Regions from separate parts of the Bos taurus genome. Here region 2 is linked to region 1. Evidence: chromatin contacts called from public Hi-C data. All regions are on one chromosome and are shown on one strand. The core of a region is the stretch at or near the end of the contact, and the rest is flanking DNA. Distances in the headings are between cores, read along the strand shown. Region 1 holds the start of CFAP97 (cilia and flagella associated protein 97). Region 2 overlaps SNX25 (sorting nexin 25).

Evidence for each region. A called contact is a pair of places that touch in the nucleus more often than the background predicts.
Region 2: a contact with region 1 is called in a Hi-C map of liver, with 2.6 times the contacts expected there. The contact joins the enhancer-like site here to the promoter of CFAP97 in region 1. A contact is called at or near these places in 2 of 11 Hi-C or Micro-C datasets (both in liver).

What each region holds. Positions count from the first base shown.
Region 1 is chr27:15,521,089-15,526,119 of ARS-UCD2.0, forward strand. It overlaps CFAP97 (cilia and flagella associated protein 97), which reads right to left and starts at 1,870. Exons shown (of 5, transcript NM_001045999.1): 1 at 1,804-1,870.
Region 2 is chr27:15,556,435-15,561,258 of ARS-UCD2.0, forward strand. SNX25 (sorting nexin 25) reads left to right here. Exons shown (of 18, transcript NM_001192758.2): 2 at 945-1,161. Among named protein-coding and RNA genes, the nearest start is that of SNX25, 4.9 kb to the left of the region's middle. Within about 2 kb of position 2,972, at least 2 of the 102 cell types and tissues checked have an H3K27ac peak or open chromatin away from gene starts, as enhancers often do. A contact at or near this core is called in liver, where this site is marked.

The sequences.
Region 1 (5,031 bases), core at 620-3,119:
TAGAAGCAACTATCCCCTTATCTGCATTTACAAGATCCCTGTGAGTGTGAAAGTCACTCAGTTGTGTCCAACTCTTTGCGACCCCTTGGACGGAAGTCTTTCAGGCTCCTCTGTCCATGGAATTCTCCAGGCAAGAATACTGGAGTGGGTAGACATTCCCTTCTCCAGGGGATCTTCCCAACCAAGGATCAAACTCAGGTCTGCATTGCAGGTAGACTTTTTACCATCTGAGCCACCAGGGAAGCCCCACAAGGTTCCTGTAGTCCCCAACAATTGTAAGCATCTGTCTCCCTACATGGTCACAGTTCATGAGAAGGGGTGCAGAGATCAGTGTCTGGGAGACTTTTCAGGTTTAGATTTAGGTTCCTAACATCCAACACATGGGTTATTGTAAGGACTTAAACTTCAGGTTTTTCTAGTAGTCATGTATGGATGTGAGAGTTGGACTATAAAGAAAGCTGAGTGCCAAAAAATTGATGTTTTTGAACTGTGGAGTTGGAGAAGACTCTTGAAAGTCCCTTGGACTGCAAGGAGATCCAACCAGTCCATCCTAAAGGAAATCAGTCCTGAATGTTCACTGGAAGGACTGATGCTGCAGCTGAAACTCCAATTTTTTCGCCACCTGATGTGAGGAACTGACTCATTAGAAAAGACCCTGATGCTGGGAAAGATTGAAGGCAGGAGGAGAAGGGGATGACAGAGGATGAGATGGTTGGATGGCATCAGCAACTTACTTGATGGACATGAGTTTGAGTAAGCTAGAGGAAGCCTGGTATGCTGCAGTCCATGGGGTTGCAAAGAGTTGGGATATGACTGAGCAACTGAACTGAAACATTCAGGTGACTTAATGAAAGGAAAAAATATCCAACTGTCCCAACCACTAAGCAGTCCTTTTGATAACCTTCACTTTAGTTAGTGAGATTCAATTTACATTAAAGAGTAATAAAAATATGGACTTAATAAGATAGTAAAGTTTCTCTTTATAACATATTGGGAAAGCGTAAAAATCAAATGACAGTTCATTAGGCTGCAATAACCCTGCTGATACTCAATGAGGACAAGAACTTGCCAAAGCTGCCCAGGAGTCATTTACACACCCATGATTCGTAGAGCCCTTGCAGAACCAGCAATACAAATACCAACGCTTTCGCCTTACATCAGGAAAACACACAGAGGAATCCGGCATTTTTAACTGTCATTTTAGATACTGGGACGTGACGTTTCTGTAGTTAAGACATATGATTTGGTCCAAAGAAGGTAACCTATTGGATACCCGAAAATCTCAGCCCAAAGGAAACACCTGTCTTCCAGGATCTGAGGTTCCTTACACTACCCCCTCCGGACCCCACGAAGTAGCGGATAACTGACATCCCCCTCCCTCCTCTGAGTTCAGGGTCAAGTTCCGCGGAGGTGAGCGGGGGAGACCTGAGTCAGGATCTCCCGGGACGGGGGGCGGGGGGCTATCACATCTTAATTCACTGCCGACCCCGACCCCACGCCACCCGCAAACGCGCCCCGAGGTCAGGCCCGGCCATCCCAGAGCGGCCGACGAGGGGCGCTGGCCCTGCGATCGCGCCAGCCCTGGACGCCTCCGTGTGGGTTACACCCGCTTAACGACCGGCTGCCAGGGCCGCAGAGGCGGCGGGGCCCGGAGGACTGGGGAAGGGAGGGGGGCGGCCCGGCCAGTCCGCCTTCCGCATACCGATCCTGTGCGCTCGCCGCGGCCTGGGCCCCGGAGAGGGGAAACGGATCCCGAACGGGGGGCGGGGGGCGCGGAGGAAGGGTCGCTCGCGCGCAGCTCACCCGGCGCCGCAGCCGCAACCTCCTCGCGCCGCCGGCGTCCCGGCCGTGCGCCCGCGCGCGCGCTCCTGCAGCCCCTCCACGCGGCCCCGGAGGCCGCCCGAGCTTCCGGAGGCGGAGAGAGCGGAACGGGAAAGGAGATCGCCTGCGCCCGCGCCGCTGGTCCCGCGGGAACCGGGCGGTGCCGGAGGCTCCTCGCGGCGGGCGTCACAGAGCGCGGCGGGCCCGCCCCGCGCCCCCGAGCCTGGCCAGCGGGCCCCCTCTCGGATGGAAAGGGACGCGGGAAGAAAGTGACCTCCGGACCCTCGGCTGTGCCCTGCACCGCCCAGGTGTTAACTGCTGCCGCCTCCGCTGCTAACGAGGAAAGCCGCTTTGATGGTCTTGTGATGTTGTACCCAAACAGCAACTGTAATAATAAATATGGAGGCAGCTAATATAAATATGCTTATATCAGCAAAGTTCAGTTTAAACAGCCCTGTGGCCCAGGGGCTGGTAAACACGTGAGAAAGTCCTCTGACTACCGGTAAATGAGATGGGTAGTTCAAACAATCTGAGAAAAATGATCTCCGTCCACTGTATGGAATGCAGCCCTTTTTCGTGTTTGAACTCGCAAGCACATAGTAGGTGCGACAGAGCAGTGGCACCCCACAGATGCCGGCCTGCTAATCCCAAACCTGTGGGAACATCAACCTAGGTTAACCCAGGTGAGGTCAATGTAATCCCAAGGGTCTTTATAAGAGGGGAGACAGGAGATTTGAGGACAGTAATAAAAACAAAACATGGCCATGGATGGAAGCAAGAGCTTGTAGTATACACCGTGGTGACTACAGTTAATCCCTGCTGTATATTTGATAGAAGCTGGAGATTCCCCATGGACAGAGGAGCCTGGTGGGCTACAGTCCATAGGGTTGCCAAGAGTCCGACACCAATGAAGCAACTTGTCATGCACTGGAAACTTGACAAAGGGAAGAAAAAGGATTCTCCCCTTGAAGCCTCCAGAAGAAAAGCAGCCCAGGTCACACTTTAATTTTAGTTTTGACCTCCAGAACGGTAAGATGAATTCATGTTGTTTTAAACCACTAAGTTTGTAGTAATTTGTTATAGCAGCAACAGGAAATTAATACAATAGGTACCCAATATTTTTTACGTAAAAGTATAGAGAAAGGAACGCCTGGTAAGCCATATCATGCATGCCCAGTCACTTCAGTCGTGTTTGATTCTTTGCAACCCTGTGGACTGTGAACCTCCCCCTGATCGTGGGATTTTCCAGGCAGGAATACTGGAGTGGGTTGCACCACTTCAGGGAGTGTTGCTATGCCTTCCTCCAGGGAGTCTTCCCCACCCAGGGACTGCGCCTGAGTCTCCTGCATTGGAAGCAGATTCTTTACTGCTGTGCCACCTGGGAGGGGGCCTTCACATGGATTTAAACATGGAGAGATGTAATTGATTGGTTCCAACGACCGACAAGGCTGAGCACACGTGTATGTAGGCCCCCTCTTATTTAATTCCTGACTGGGCCAATATGATTTGCTTTGGCCAATGGAATGTTAGCAAAAGCTTAAAAAGAACTTGTATATCACATCTCTGACATGGTCATGTGAAGAGACCCAAGCAATCTCTTGAAGGATGAGAACTCAGGGAGCAGAGACAAGCCATGTTAATGGAGGCTCCATAGCCAGAGTAGTCCTAGCTTGTGCGCCAGGAGATCACAGCATCATTAATGGTTCAGGCAAGAAGAGAACTGACCCAACTGACCCCAGACCATTGACTGACCTGCAAAATCATAAGCATATCCAGTGGTTGTTATTTGGTGGTAGTTTGTTATATGACAGTAGATAATTGACATACTCTATTTCCCTAAATTTCAGGTCAAAACTTGGATAAATTGAAATTATCCTCTCTTGGGGATCTGCCCTTTTCAATTCTTTGTCTTGATACCAACTAATTCAGTGTACAGTACTTTCCTTTGTAATTCTATTTCTCTTTGAAGATTAATACAAAGACACTTCTGCCTGAAAGTTTCCCAACATGAATATTTTTACTTGAAGAGGCCCACTCAGCATAATTTATATATCGATGTCCTAAAATTTTGTTCACAGATTAGTTTTCCTCTTCCAAATGCTATAGTATGTTCCCTTTAAGCTTTAACAGTCTACTATTTGTTTTTAAAGTGTTTTATAATTTTTTCACTTCTCCTTTTGAAGTTTGGCCGCACTTACAACCGTATTTTCTGTAAACTACACTCTGCTTGAAAGTTTACAAGAGAGAGAGTTAGGTTAAAGACCTGTTATGTTCTTGTGGTGAATCAGCAGAAGAAACTATAATGATATCTAGGTATTTTGATTTCTGTTAATACCTATACACAATTTTACCCAAAGTGGGCAAAGGCAAATACAGTGTTTTTCTCTCTAACCCTACGGCTACCTTTAAGGAGATCCAGGGGCTTTAAGGAGAAGTATACTAAATAGATGGTGACTTCAGCCATGAAATTAAAAGACGCTTACTCCTTGGAAGGAAACTTATGACCAACCTAGATAGCATATTCAAAAGCAGAGACATTACTTTGCCAACAAAGGTCCGTCTAGTCAAGGCTATGGTTTTTCCTGTGGTCATGTATGGATGTGAGAGTTGGACTGTGAAGAAGGCTGAGCACCGAAGAATTGATGCTTTTGAACTGTGGTGTTGGAGAAGACTCTTGAGAGTCCCTTGGACTGCAAGGAGATCCAACCAGTCCATCCTGAAGGAGATGAGCCCTGGGATTTCTTTGGAAGGAATGATGCTAAAGCTGAAACTCCAGTACTTTGGGCACCTCATGTGAAGAGTTGACTCATTGGAAAAGACTCTGATGCTGGGAGGGATTGGGGGCAGGAGGAGAAGGGGACGACAGAGGATGAGATGGCTGAATGGCATCACTGACTCGATGGATGTGAATCTGGGTAAACTCCAGGAGTTGGTGATGGACAGGGAGGCCTGGCGTGCTGCGATTCATGGGGTCACAAAGAGTCGGACACAACTGAGCGACTGAACTGAACTGAACTGAAACTAAGTAGTGGAGAAGGCAATGGCACCCCACTCTAGTACTCTTGCCTGGAAAATCCCATGGATGGAGGAGCCTGGAAGGCTGCAGACCATGGGGTTGCTAGGAGTCGGACACGATTAAGCAACTTCACTTTCAGTTTTCACTTTCATGCATTGGAGAAGGAAATGGCAACCCACTCCAGTGTTCTTGCC
Region 2 (4,824 bases), core at 1,722-4,221, 36 kb after region 1:
TTTATCCATTTCTCACCAAAATGTATTATCAAAAGGAGTGTTTTAGAGTTACAGTAATCAGAATATGCAATATGGTTAACAAATGTAATGAAATATTATATAGGTGAATATGGCCTTCACATAAATCCTTTAGCATGTTGAAAAGATCTTAGTTTTAAGTATTAAGTCTCTTATAATTGCTCTTAATTTCCTGCTTTAATTTGAAATTAAATTTTAATGAAAGAAAAAAATGCTTCTATTTTCCAAACGCTTCGGTTTGCAGATTTATTTGTTATTAGCTAAAAATCCCGTGGCGTGAAAACTTTTAGTTTAATAGAAGAGTAAGAGAGAAGGAATTGCGCATGAAGAACTTAGCAGTGTTTTTATTGGCAAAGTGTGTGTCATCACGCTCTTGCTGCTTGGCACTGGGATGCCCAGAAGGAGGATAAAAGGATGTGAAAGCCTGGAGGTCATGTAACCCAGCTTACCATCTCAGGAAGTACTTTTTCCATGTCATCCTTGTCCATTAAATGCTCTGCTTGTGTTGAAATTTCTTATGATGGTGCATCCATCATCTAATATGGCAATCTCTCGAACAATTTTAATGTTTTTGTTCAGCTCTTGCTTGTGTTGAACAGAAAAAAGCAACTTCCTTGTGATTTCCACCCATCTAGAGCAATTTGAAATTAAACACCCAATCAGGGAGTTGGGTACCAAGATAGACTATTTAAAGATTGGGCTATCCAAGAAAATCTAGTACCTCAGGTCTCCACACCCCCAAAATTCGAGTTAGATAAGAATCCCTCGTTTTGAAAGGTTTCAGGAAACAGTGTGTCTTCCCTTGTTTTGCTCTCCACTCTTTATATTTTAAAGCGACTGTTAAGTAGCAGCAGACAGCAGGAGCGCTCTCTCAGTGTCTGCGGCCCTTGCCCGCGTTTGACGCGTGGCCTTTCTCTTCCTGGTAGTGTTTGACTACAGCTACAGAGACTACATCCTGTCCTGGTATGGAAGCCTCAGCAGAGACGAGGGCCAGCTCTACCACCTGCTGTCCGAGGACTTCTGGGAAGTCGCCAGGCAGCTGCGCCACCGGCTGAGCCACGTGGACATGGTCAAAGTCGTCTGCAACGATGTCGTGCGAGCTTTGCTCACTCACTTCTGTGACCTGAAGGCGGCGAGTGGCAGGTAGCTGTTACAGTGGGAACAGCCTCTCCTCCCTTTACTCACGTTAAAGTATTTTCCTTGTTGAGAAAAGGGGTCAGAGTCTAGACAGAACTCTAGCATATTCATCCTCTTTTTGGTCCTTGGCTGGAAATGTTGACATTGTGGGGAATCATTATAATGTTCTGATAGAGCAAATAAAAAAATTTTTTTTACCAGAAAACCACTGTATAGACCTGTTTGATTTTGTAAATAGCTGAAGCAGTGAGATTAATTTTACAGAGCCAGCACTATCATGAATTTATTTAGTAGCGTTAAAGGTGCCTAGAAACAGAACATTTAAATATAGTTGTTATGCACTCTGAAGAGTGTCAGTGAGTTTTCAGTTTTCGAGAAAGTTTAAATAAAGTTCATGTTTCTTTTTGTGAGTCCTGTGTTAAGAGCTCTGTTGCATCACAGTATCCCAAAACTTGATTTTTAAAAGGAACTCCGTATTGGAGCATGCAGGCCATGATTAGAGAAGGTGTTTTCATGTGAAAATTGCCAGTACTCAGGCTTGTCAGCCTTTTGTACTATTAGCCAGGAAAAGTTCGTGCCTGAGAGGTGACTCTGCCTTTGGAAGAAGACTTCAACAAGACCTCGGTGCTCATAACAAATCGTTATTCCCTTAGGTTTGCTGATAGGATCCTAAACGTCTGTCTCACTCTTGTTGAGTGAGAGCGTGACGACTCATAGCACCTCTAACCTGGCCATAAAGAGCAGTCTCACTGCAGCGAGTAGGCTTCTGCCTACTGGATACAGTCTCAGTTGGAGTAGGAGCAGGGTCCCAGCAGTTTCTGGGGCCTCTTCTCACTGATACAGCGCTGCCTCTATTTTAGGGGAGAAGAGAAAGTATTTGCAAAATATGTAAGGGGATGAGGAAGCAGAGGCATCCTCCTCGGGCAGGTGGTAGCTCTCCTCCTTCCTTAAGAAGCCCTGTCTTGTGGATTGGTCTGCGAGTACTTGCTGCCCTGCCTGTGAGGTTGTGGGGGCTCCTGGCTGTTAAGCAGGGTCGTGAGACAGCAGCTGTCCAGGAGTCATCTCTCTCCCCACGCTCACCCAGCTTAGGTTCACGAGGCCAGAATCCACAGGGCCACCATATGCCTATTCTTTTCCACTCACTGCCCCCAGTGTTTTTTGCAAACTTTTTTTTTTTTAAACTGATTATTTTGCATTGGAGTATAGCCGATTGACAGTATTGTGATAGTTTCAGATGGGCACCAAAGGGACTCAGCCATGCATATACATGTATCTGTTCTCCCCCAAACTCCCCTCCCATCCAGACTGCCACATAACATTGAGCAGAATTCCCTGTGCTATACAGTAAGTCCTTGTTGGTTATCCATTTTAAATAGAGCAGTGTGTACATGTCCACGTTTTTTGCAGATTTTAAAAATAAAACGGGGGATACATTAAAAAATTTTGTTAAACTTTTTATTTTGTATTACAATATAGCGGGTTAACAGTATTGTGAGAGTTGGGAATACTTTTTATATTATGATCCAGTTTCATCAAATAATGCTCATTACTTATGATAACTTTGATTTTCTTTTTTTTTGTTGTTCTTTACCATTTAAAAAATGGCATCTGAGATTAAATTTTATCTTCTTCTTTGTGAGTCCCAATCCACAGTTTGAAAAATTTACTGTGGAGCAGTGGTTTTCAGTTTTCCTGGTATAGGAATAGCCCTGTGCTCTTGAAGGTTGTCGAGGACCTGAAAGAGCTTTAGTCTGTGTGGGTTACGGCCGTCGGGTCCCAGGGCTGGCTTGTGCTGGCGCAGGAGCAACCCTGAGGTCAGTGAGGACTAACTTGTCACTTTGTAATTGGCCACGGCGGGAGTACTGACCCCGTGAAATGGGGCAAATGCTCCAAATGGGAGCTTTTCTCCCCTTTGCAGAGCCAGTTGTTAAACATTTACCAGCTCAGCACTCATCGTATCTGTCAATATTTATCATATCAGATATTAAACTAAGACTTTTTTTTTAAGTGTAAGAATGCACAGTATGCTTTCCACTCACCGTCAAGAGTGACAAGGTCACCACACAGCCTGTTGCCTCTGGGAAGCTCCACTACAACTTGTGAGAGCAGGCAAGACACGTGGAATCATTTCGTTGCTGTGAATAGGGTTTGGACCTCACAGACCCCCTGACAGTGTCTGGGGGACACACGGGAGCCTGCAGACCACCCTTTGAAAACCATTGTTTTTAGAGAAAGTAACTTCCAGTAAGGAGGGGGTATGTGAACCGATGAGGAAGTTATAAGGGTCACCTCGCTGGAGTCTCAGAAGCTTCAACCTCTCCTTCTGAGTGTTCTGAGCCCCGTGCAGCACTTGATCGGCTATGGCATCCGCTCCATAAAGCGCTCCCTAGTTCTGTCTGGTGGATACTATTGTCAGTGGAAGCTCATTTTAAGGTATTTAAATTATGGCTCAATAAAGGACAGTATTTTTAGATCATTGTTTTATTCCAGTTAGAAGACTGATGAATTTAGGTTTGGGAGAAGAGCAAGTGGTTAGAGAAATGGAGTGTTCTTATGATTATCTGATTTCAACATGAGAATATATTTTTCATTGAGACATTTATTTACCAGCTTGCGAAATGACTGCCTTTGTGGATTATATAAAGATATTATGAGTAAGCATCAGAATAATAGAAACAGAGACTTGATTGCATTTTAGAAGTGCCTTCTGTTTGGACCTCCAGTTTTCTTGTGCCAAGGATAGATTTATTGGTGTCTGGGCTGTGCCTAGAAGGTCTAGTTGATGATTCTTATTAAAGGAAGGAACTCTATCACTGTTCTCTGAGATTATGAATATTTGGAAAAGTGCCAGTAGGTCACTGGTGTTTTGCATATAGATGGTGGTGCCTTGGAGGTGAATGCTGGGGATCTAATATCTGATTGTGCATCACCTTCTACACATCACACAATGAGACTGGGCAGAAATGCATCTAGGTTCTGTGGTTATCTCTGCACTCACCTGCCCCAGATAAACTGTGCCTTCGCCCTGGAAATCGCCATTGGGGTGCAGATTTCCATTGACTGCAAAATGACAGTGGCGGCCAGGAGGCACCCAGTTGAATTGGCCACAGTCAGGCAAGAGAATAATAAATTGCATTAATAAAAGCAACACATCCTCTGGTTGACTGTTGGGCAATTGTGTGGCGGCAGCTTTCCGTTCAGCCTGTGTTTATTTCCCAGCCAACATGCTGTTGGCTGCTCTAAGTCAATCCAGATCACACTTAATTCTTGCCTGTTTCCTCTTTCTTTGCCCCATCTGTCTTGTTCTAGCATGTTTCAGGGAAATTTAAAAATGATTGTTTTTATGCTGTTAAATCAATAGCATTTTTAATTTCATAGCCTCCTTTTTACAGTCTGTGTATTCTTTTTACTCACAAAGCCCAGGCATGCTGTTTAAGGGACAAAGTAATGCTTTTCTTCACATATTTTTCTCTTTATCTCTGAATTTTTTTTTTCCTTTTCATCTTAATCTCTAATTCTGGCTTGTGTTAAAGAGTTGGGGATGTGCGAGTCAGAGCAGAACTTGAATTACTTCTACCATTAATTACCTCTGTGACTTTGGACTGTTCACTTGATCATTCAGATCCTTAATATTCTCATCTGTAAAATGGCGATGATAATATACACTTC